2 separate regions of the Zea mays genome follow, and region 1 is linked to region 2. Evidence: chromatin contacts called from public Hi-C data. All regions are on one chromosome and are shown on one strand. The core of a region is the stretch at or near the end of the contact, and the rest is flanking DNA. Distances in the headings are between cores, read along the strand shown.

The links. A called contact is a pair of places that touch in the nucleus more often than the background predicts.
Region 1: a Hi-C map of ear shows a contact between it and region 2, with 1.9 times the contacts expected there. The contact joins the promoter of LOC100279899 here to the promoter of LOC100280937 in region 2. A contact is called at or near these places in 2 of 25 Hi-C or Micro-C datasets (ear and leaf).

The regions. Positions count from the first base shown.
Region 1 is chr5:210,087,521-210,092,984 of Zm-B73-REFERENCE-NAM-5.0, forward strand. LOC100279899 (Heat shock 70 kDa protein 17) reads left to right here and starts at 3,133. Exons shown (of 14, transcript NM_001152851.1): 1 at 3,133-4,014; 2 at 4,219-4,451. The coding sequence starts at 3,250.
Region 2 is chr5:209,574,967-209,579,841 of Zm-B73-REFERENCE-NAM-5.0, forward strand. LOC100280937 (kinesin light chain) reads right to left here and starts at 2,037. Exons shown (of 3, transcript NM_001368333.1): 1 at 1,621-2,037; 2 at 1-1,410. The coding sequence starts at 1,340.

The DNA.
Region 1 (5,464 bases), core at 1,883-4,382, 510 kb after region 2:
GCTACCCTATCTCGTCTCATCGGTAGATATGAATGGGATTCGAGACCCCTTGACAAATAGGTAACATGGCTTGTGGGTAAAGATGTGCTACCTCTGCAGAGTGTAAAACTGGTATACCAGTCGTGCTCGCGGTTAAGAGCGACTTAGGACTCTCGCATGATTAACTTATGTAATTAAACTTAATCTGTCATATACATTGCATTGTGTGATTCATTAGCAATGGTGATCTCTTATTTTATTGGGATTGTATACACTTATACTTAGTAACTGCTAATAAATTTTTGACCAACTTATTAAAAGCAATGCTCAACCTTAACCATTATTTGTTGATCATCCTTACACTACACATGAGCCCCCACCGTAAGTGAGTTCATGCACATTATTAATCACACTTGTTGAGAGATGAACATCTGTGAGCTCACCCTTGCAATAATCCCCCCAGTTGAAGAGCAGGTACCACCGAAGTAGGACTATTATGATGAGTTCGACGAGATCTAGGTGTCGTCTCACAGTCAGCCGTTGGTGCCAAAGAATAATTATCTTAGTTCAATTTATTTATTATCAGTTATTTTGTAATATATTTTTGTTACGTAATAAAGATTAAGACATTTGAGTCTATACACTGAGTTATTGTATGTATTAATCTTGTTTGGCGCATATATGATATGCACCCTGGTTTTCCCTTAAAATCGGGTGTGACAAGGATATTGATAAAAAATATTAGAAATAGATTTAAAGTAGGGTAGATGAAGTGGCACCAATCATATGATATTCTATATGACAAGAGTGTACCACAAAAGCTAATATAGCAAGTTTTATAGGACAATGATTGGACCTACTATGTTGTACAGTGCAAAATATTGGCCTATAAAAATACGATATATTCACCATATAATTGTTGAGAAATGTAAATGATGTGTTGATTTATGACCATATAAGAAGGGATCGAATCTGGAATGATGTACATGATAAACTATAGATAGCACCGATTTGAATCAAAGCGTGTTCAGATAAACTATAGATAGCACCGATTGAATCAAAGCGTGTTCAACAATTGTTTAGATAATCTGGACATGTTCAAACGAGACGTCCAGAGACTTAGGTGTATAGTAAGTTTCTAAGGTTGATAGCAATGTAAAGAAAGGCAATAGAAGATCAAAGTTGATATGTAAGAGCTATTTATCTTTTTATAAATATTACATTTTTATATGTTGCATCTCATTCAAAGAGACTATCTATTTAGAGCATCTGCAAGAGACTCCTCATTTTAGCTCTATATCTGACTATCTATTTAACTTTTCATAAAGATTACACTCTATATGTAGCATCTCACTCCAACAGACTATCTATCTAGTTTGGCTAGTGAGAGAGTCAATTTAAAGAGCCGGATAGCTTGGCGAGTCAGATAGCTAATCTGTTGGAGAGTTATTTTGCTATTGAGTAGTCAAAATTTGGCTTGACGAGTTATTTAGCTAGTCTCTTGGAGATGCTCTTAGTTTGATTAGTCAGAGTGGCTATCCAAATTTGGCTAGTGGAGGAGCCAATTTGAAGAGTCGAATAGCTTGGTGAGTCATATAGCTAGTGTTGGGGACTTGTTCTCAAATGCTATGAATTAAGAACAAGGCAACACAAAGTGTTAAATGTAGATGCCCTTCGTCCAATGAAGCATTATTCCCTTAAGGACTAATGAACTTTGGACGAAGGTTAAAGGCAATACAATTACGAAGGTTAAATCTTCGTAAAAGATTGAATAATGTAATATAGAATACGAAGCGTCAAAGGTGAATAAATTACAAATGAACAACATTACTTTCATATTAAATTGATTTAATATATTTAAGCATTGAATACAATTATACCTTTGCCTTGACAAAGATTGATTCCCGAATGATGCGGTTGCAATTACAGGAATTCGTGAACAGTAAAGGAATACTGTTCACTATTTATAGGCATGGGATACAGCCTGTGAGGAATTACAATTATGTCCCTCATAAGGAATTACAACAGCGACTCAAACATTTATGAACTAAAACATCATTCTACTCCTAAGTCGGTTTGTAATCCCGAAGCTTCATACAGAGGAACCCTCGGTCATCACATGCGGACAGCTTCAGCCGAAGCTGTTTCTCCCTACAAGACCTTCGGCGACGAAGCATAGTCCCAACAGTTAGTTTGTTGGGGAGTTATTTTGGTGTTGGATAGCCAAAATTTGGCTCGATGAGCCATTTACCTAGTCTATTGGAAATGCTATATGGAGACGGTAAAAAGAAACATGAAAGAATATAATAATATACTCTAAAATTTAGTCTTAAACACGAGTGTATGAAAAATAACTATACTATATGTGGCTGAATTTTTTCATGTGGTTCAATTTTATTGTTGTTGTTTTTAAAATTCGGCAATTTCAGGTGCAAATCGCACTTTACACTCATGGTTTATATCGTCTATCCATATTTCAATTTTTTAATCTCTAACAGGCAATGAGTCTAATTATATGAAAAATATAAAATTCATTTAAATATGTTTGGCATTAATTAGTCTTATCGTATGAGAAATTTATTATTATACTACAAAAGCGGTAACATTGGATTTCTACTTAGATATACAAAATTAGCGACGAAAGTTGTACTTAAAATACAAAATTGGTGATAAAATATAATTTTGAAGATCACACAAGCACTTTTTATTTTAAGATAGAGAGTATGTTTCATTTCATCAATCTTAAACTTTGATTGGTCGAATTTTCTCTGTCTTAAAGCCATTTATAACCGTTTTTCAGTAAAAAATAGAGAAAACCCGGGAGAAAATCTTCCAAACACACTTTTTAGAGCCTTGGAGGCTCCAGAACAGGCATGGTCGACTTGTCAGTTTCGAGGAGCCGTACTGAAAGTAGCACGGCGGTTGTCTCGCGCGTCCAACGCACCGCGCTCGCCGTGAAACGCCACGTGGATGTCTTGCCACGTGGCCTGTTTTCATTGGATTGATGACTCAATTCGCGCCGGTCCTGCTCGGTCCGTAACCAAAATCAGTAATTGCAATAAATAAAGGACAATGAAAAAGAAAAAGAAAAATCGGAACCCGAAATATAGCAGGAGCACGCCCTCTTCACCTCCTTCCCGTCCTCGAGATCGTTCTGAGTTTCTGACCTCCTTCCCCCGCGTGCTCCTCCAGCCACTCCGCACCCCAGATCTCCGAACCCTAACCCCTTGCACATGTTATTGCACTGAACGCAGCTGGTAGCCACAAGCCATGTCGCAGCCCCGCAGTTACGGAATCCTCGTCGCCGTCCTTGTCGCGGCGGCCGTCGCCGTCCCGCCGGCGACCGCGGCGGTGGCGAGCATCGACCTCGGCTCAGAGTGGCTCAAGGTCGCTGCTGTGCATCTTGCCCCAGGCCGTGCTCCAATCGCTGTTGCCATCAACGAGATGTCCAAGCGTAAGTCCCCGGCACTCGCCTCGCTCGCCGACGGCAACCGTCTCTCTGGGGAGGAGGCGGCAGGCATCACGGCGCGGCACCCGTCCAAGGTGTTCGCCCGCGCGCGGGACCTCTTGGCCAAGCCCTTGTCCTACGTGCAGTCCGTCACGGACTCGCTCTTCCTCCCCTACGATCTCGTCCCCGACGCGCGCGGCGCCGCCGCGGTTCGCGCTGATGACGGGCAGGTATACTCCCTCGAGGAGATCGTCGCCATGGTGCTCCACTACGCCGCGGGGCTCGCCGATGCGCACGTTGGGGCGCCCGTGCGGGACGCGGTGATCGCCGTGCCGCCCTACTTTGGGCAGGCCGAGCGCCGGGCGTTGACGCAGGCTGCGCAGCTGGCTGGAATCAACGTGCTTTCTCTCATCAACGAGCACGCTGGGGCCGCGCTTCAGTACGGGATTGACAAGGACTTCTCCAATGCGTCGCGGCATGTCATCTTTTACGACATGGGCGCTGGTAGCACTTACGCTGCATTAGTGTACTACTCTGCATACAACGCCAAGGAGTTCGGAAAGACAGTGTCCGTTAACCAGTTCCAGGTGAAATCCCTCTCTTGACATTTCTGGTAGTTGTTCAATTGCGCCTCTCTCAGATGTCTGATGGCAATCTTAGATGTGGGTATTTCTCATGCCTAGTATGATAGATCTGGTGAAAATATCCTTCTCTTTTCTTGAGCCGTGCTGCTATGTGATATGATGAGTGACAACTCCAGAATACTATATTGATAACACTAATCTCTGCAGGTTAAGGACGTAAGATGGAACTCTGAGCTTGGAGGCGTTCAAATGGAAATGCGTCTGGTCAACTATTTTGCTGCCCAATTCAATAAGCAGCTCGGTGATGGGGTTGATATCCGTCAGTCTCCCAAGGCAATGGCTAAGTTGAAAAAGCAAGTCAAGCGCACCAAAGAAATTCTTAGTGCAAACACTGCAGCTCCAATTTCAGTAGAATCTCTGTATAATGATGTTGATTTCAGGTGCATCTCTACTCTATCTTATATACTGTAAACACATAACTATTGCTCAAGAAATATGGATGCAGCATGTAAAAAGGTCAAGAATCAAGATCAATGAAAATGCACCCAACATTGCAAAATTTACTGTCAAACCTTATTTGTCAGCTTAAAATTGTTCTGGAAAGAAAAGAATTACAACACATTAATTAAAGGTGTCCTGGAAGCAGACCTGCTAGGTTTGGAGTTTGCATGGATGAAATATATCTTATTTGTCCAAGTGTCTTGACATGTACTCCCTCCATTTTTTTATTTGACGTTTTGCAGTTCATTTTTGCACTATTTGACGTCAAATAAAAAAAGGATTGAGGTAGTGTCAGATTAAAATTTGATTATTTTTCCCTTTTGAAGTACATCGATGCAATCTCATCTAAATAAAGGTTACTAGAATTGCAAACAAAGGTTGTGTATTAGTTCTGGATCACTTGGGCCACTTCTTAATTGGTTGTTAAAGCTTTTTATATGGAGACTGTGTTCTATATAATAATCGGGCCAATTATCCTTTAGCTGAGTTGGTTAGGTGGTCTGAGTAGCACTCCTTAGGTCCTGAGTTCGAATTCCATTGGGAGCGAATTTCAGGCTAAGGTTAAAAAAGGTCATTCGCTGGTTCCCCTGGTTGTGTGCACATGAGATGGACTGACCTATGGGAGCGGATCCTCATGTAGGAGCTGGGAGGGCTCAAAGCACGAGTAAAGATCCGTCCTATAGGGGACGGACCCTCATACTGCACGGGGGCTAGCTTTCGTGACCTTTCTCGGCCGGGACTCTGATTGGGCTTCTTCTTAATATAATACCGTGGGGGCGGTATTTCGCCTACCGACCGAGTTTTTTAATCGCTGAGTTTATCGTTTTTTCCCTAGTTTTTGTTTTCAGCTTCTCTTGGTTTAGACCTTATACATATTGAGCTTGTGGCCTTAAATAATGGTTGGGGCAATTTTCATTGTGTTACCTACTGAGCTTATGCACTATCTTTTTTG
Region 2 (4,875 bases), core at 787-3,286:
ACAGTAAGAGCTTTCTGGTAAGCAAACACAGCCTCATCATACCGGCCCAAGGAGAGGTAGATATCACCAATGCTGCAATCCACTGAGGCCACCTCTGTCTCCTGACCATTGGCTATCATGGCCGTGCCGGCCATCACTAGATGCTCCAAGGCAGCTTCATGATCACCCTTGGTGTCATAGATTAGACCCATCAGCCTCCTATCAGCTGTTTCTTCTAGTGAGGCTGTCCCGCCATGCTCCCTGTGGATGTCAAGGGCTATCTGACACAATCTTTGTGCTTCATCGAGTTGTAATGCCTGCACATGGGCCTCAGCTAAGTACCGACAAGTCTCTCCAACCCTTGGGTCTTGCTCTCCCAATGTTTGCTTTTGTATTTCAAGCCCAGAAGCATACCATTGCAGTGAGAGTGCAGTTTGACCTAGCATGCCATAGGTGTCCCCTAACTGCATGCAACCAGAAAACTTTGCAAGAGCATGTTCCTGACCTTCCTCAATTACAGGGATCTCAAGAGATCGATGCAGCACAGGTAAAGCCTCTTCATATTTTCCCAAGTTGCAGTAGATTGCTGCAACAACATGCAAACTCATGACTAAGTTCAAGCTTGGTTTTCCACCAGCACATTTCTCAAATGTCTTAGTGGCACGGAGAGCATATTTCAGTGCCCGACGTGAGTTTTCTGAGGCAAGCAAGTCTCTTGCATGTTTGAGAAGAAATGGACCAAGGTCTGGGTTATCAAGCCCAGCATCTTCTGTTCCATTCTGTGGATTGGCATTTGATTTCCGCCGACGGCCAACTCGGGTTGCCTGTTTGCTGACCTCCCTCTCACCTTCCTCAGTGGACGCCTTCCTATTGGGACCAACAGAGGCATCAGACTCAAGCTGTGATTTTGAGTCCTTCTTCGACTTGTTGGACGATTTGGAAGGCTGCTCCTTTACTGGGGTTCCATTCTCAGCGGGAACCGGTGGCACAACGTTGGCAACACTACCATTCTCCTCTTCCTCCTCAATCACCTTCATGGCCTCCATCTCCCCAGCAACAAGATGGCGAAGCTCTGAATCAATCCTAGACTCCTCCCCATCTGAGCCAAAGCTCTCATGTGACAGGGAGCCACCCTCACTTGAGCTCTTCATCTCGCACACATTGTTGTAGAGCTGCTCAATTGAGGGCTCCCCAGTACCGGAGCTCTCGACATGCATCTCAAGTGCCTCACTTTGCATGCTTGGCGCCATTGTTGAAGCTGCCGTCGAATTTGGGGCGGGCAGATTTTCATTCTGTGGAGAGGAATTCACCCTGTTCGGCACCTCCTCTGCAACAAATCCATCCATTGTAATTCCAGGCATCTTAGGGTGATAATTATGCCGAAACTGTTTTTTTTTCAGAAAGCGAAGCAGATGGTAGCCCTCCAGTGCCCTGGAAGAAACGGAATAAAAATGTTAAGGTGGCATGTAAATGCTCCAAAATTGAACCCGAAGAACCAATTAAAGGAAAAACATGAACGTTGCCTAGGGTCAGGGGCGGACCCAGTAAAAATCGAAGGTAGATCCAAATACAAATAGATTAAATTAGGGTTCCTGTGATCGGTTTGGCGCAGCAGGAATGGAAGAGAAAGGGTGCGCAAACCTGGTGTGTGCTCGTCGCCGGTAAAGGACCCGACGAAGGCCTGGGCACCTGGCGTAGGGGCGTCGGCGGGTCGCCCAGATGCCGCACGAGAGAGAGGGATGGAGGGAAAGCGCCCGATGGGTGGACGGGAGGAGAAAAGGCAAGGGGTGAAGTCCGCGTGGCAATCGGGTGGATCTGGGTGGCCTCACCGTGATCAGCGCTCGGCAGCTCGATCTAGCCTCGGCACGGCATTGCACTTGCGTTGCGTGGGTCGATCAGCTAGCGCAACAGGGAAGCCAGGTGGATGGAAACCGTCAGGTGCGTTGCGGTAGGAAGATGGTCTGGCAGGAAGGGGAGGAAGAGGCCGGGAGAAGCTCCCATGCCATAGGGGAGGTGGTGAGTGGTGACGGAGGGGAGGGAAGAAGACTAGAAGATGAGTGCGGCGGAGCCGCGGAGGGCACGGGAGCAGACGAGAGAAATGATGGCTCGCGCGTCGCGCCTCCTCGGTGCAACCGGACCACAGACAACCCCAGGAGCGGGCAGGGGCGTTTTGGTCCAGCTCAGCAGGGAATTGTGCCCAGAGGCCAGAGTCCAGATTTGACAAAGAGAGGGAAAAAAAAGTAAAGGCTAGTTTCGAAACCTCATTTTTTTCAAGGAATTTTTATTTTTTTTATTAGAAATTAGTTTATTTTCTTTTAAGAAAATAAAAATCCCTTAAAAAAATATGGTTGCCAAACTAGCTCTAAAACCGTAAAACTCAAGGACAACAAAACGGGCGTTAAATATAGTCAAGGTCATTCTCCATGATGATAAAATCATCAGATGCAAGAGCTTGCATTCGTTCGATACTTTTGCTGCTTTTATGTCCTGCACCCCTTCATTTATTTATGGCCTTTTCTATTCCATAAACTAAAACAAAAGTGACTTAAATTTAGTCACTTTAGGAGCTAAAGATGTAAATAGAAAAGGCTATAAGTGACTAAAATAGTAAAAAGAACACGTTTTATTTACGTTTGGCTTCTCAGGAGAAGTTAAGCTTTCATTTTAGCTGTTGAATCCAAACAAACCATTAGTAGGACATTACAGTTCTAGGATAAATTGCAGCTCTTCTGTTAAGACTAGATAGATTCAAGTGTAGTATTAACTCAAACTTTTAAACTTTATATGGATTTATAAAAATTACGTCAAGATTTATGACACCAAATTAATCTATCTATCCTTTAATAAATAGATTACTCATGAATTTAGGATGGTTAGTATAAGAAAAAAGATCATACTATCATTTATTAATTGAAGTGGGTGCACATTTATTTGAGTTGCAAAAAGTAACCGTAACATTTACTGCACTCATTCAATTGTCAAAACTCAAGGGTGAATTGTTGGGGAAGAGGGAGAAAGTAGGAGGTGCAGAAAATATGAGGGCACTTTGAGAAAATAAATAAGCCAATGAGACGTTGAGTCTCCTAAAGATTAGTTTATTTGTGAGTAATAGAAGAGAGTATCACTACATATAGAATACATTGTCATAAGAGAAAATTGGAATTATGTCATTATGAGAAGTAGGATTTGTCACTTTGCCATCCTAATGAGGGACTTTATCTGAATGTCATTATCAAACATATCACACACGCTATAACGCCATTTAGTCATTTCATAAATTGAAAAAAATCTCTTTTCTCCCCATCTGTGTTCGCCTTCACCCATCACCGTGTGTCGTGTGTTGCTGCACTCACGTTCGCCGCTCTGGAGGACGAAGGCATGGCCCATGGCGGCCTCGGTCACGCGCTCCTTGAGGTGGCGCACACCGCTTAATGTTGCACTCACAATGTTGAGATACACCAAATACATATAGATATATACATACAGATATATATATCCATTGCTGGTACGCGGGTAAGAGAGTTTGCGGGCATGGGATAACATTTTCATACGCGCGAGAAGAAACATGCCGGGCTAAGTGAAAGGGAATTAGGCTTACACCTAGTTCCTAATTGATTTTGGTGGTTGAATTGCCCAACACAAATAATTGGACTAACTAGTTTGCTCTAGTGTATAAGTCATACAGGTGACAAAGGTTCACACTTAGCCAATAAAAAAACCGAGTATGGGGTTCAATAAAAGAGAGCAAGGGATAACCGAAGGCACCTCTGGTCTGGCGCACCGGACTGTCCGGTGCGCCACCGGACAGTGTCCGGTGCTCCACCGAACAGTGTCCGGTGCACCAGGGGACTTCACGCTGAACTCTTCACCTTCGGGAAAATCCAGAGGCGCTCCGCTATAATTCACCGGACTGTCCGGTGTACACCGGACAGTGTCCGGTATCCCAAGGAAGAGCGGCTCTGGAACTCGCCAGCTTCAGGAATTTGCTCCGCTATAATTCACCGGACTGTCTGGTGAGCCAGCGGAGCAACGGCTACTTCGCGCCAACGGTCACCTGCAGAAGCATTAAATGCGTGCCAGAGCGCGCAGAAGTCAGGCACGCACGATGTGGCGCACCGGACACTCTATAGTACATGTCCGGTGTGCCACCGGACATCCAAGCGGGCCCAGAAGACAGAGCTCCAACGGTCGGAACACAACGGCTTTGGTGACATGGCTGGCGCACCGGACATGTCCGGTGTGCACCGGACTGTCCGGTGCACCATGCGACAAACAGCCCCACCAAACGGCTAGTTTGGTGGTTGGGGCTATAAATACCCCCAACCACCCCACATTCAAGTCATCCAAGTTTTCCCACTTCAACTACTTACAAGAGCTCTAGCATTCAAATCTAGACACACCCAAGTGATCAAATCCTCTCCAAACTCCACACAACGCCCTAGTGACTAGTGAGAGAGATTTGCTTGTGTTCTTTCGAGCTCTTGCGCTTGGATTGCTTTCTTCTTTCTTTGATTCTTCATTGCGATCAAACTCACTTGTAATTGAGGCAAGAGACACCAATCTTGTGGTGGTCCTTGTGGGAACTTTGTGTTCCAAGTGATTGAGAAGAAAAGCTCACTCGGTCCGAGGGACCGTTTGAGAGAGGGAAAGGGTTGAAAGAGACCCGGTCTTTGTGACCACCTCAATGGGGAGTAGGTTTGCGAGAACCGAACCTCGGTAAAACAAATCCGTGTGTCACACTCTTTATTTGCTTGCGATTTGTTTTGCACCCTCTCTCGCGGACTCAATTATATTTCTAACGCTAACCCGGCTTGTAGTTGTGATTATTTTTGAGAATTTCAGTTTCGCCCTATTCACCCCCCCTCTAGGCGACTTTCAATTGGTATCGGAGCCGGT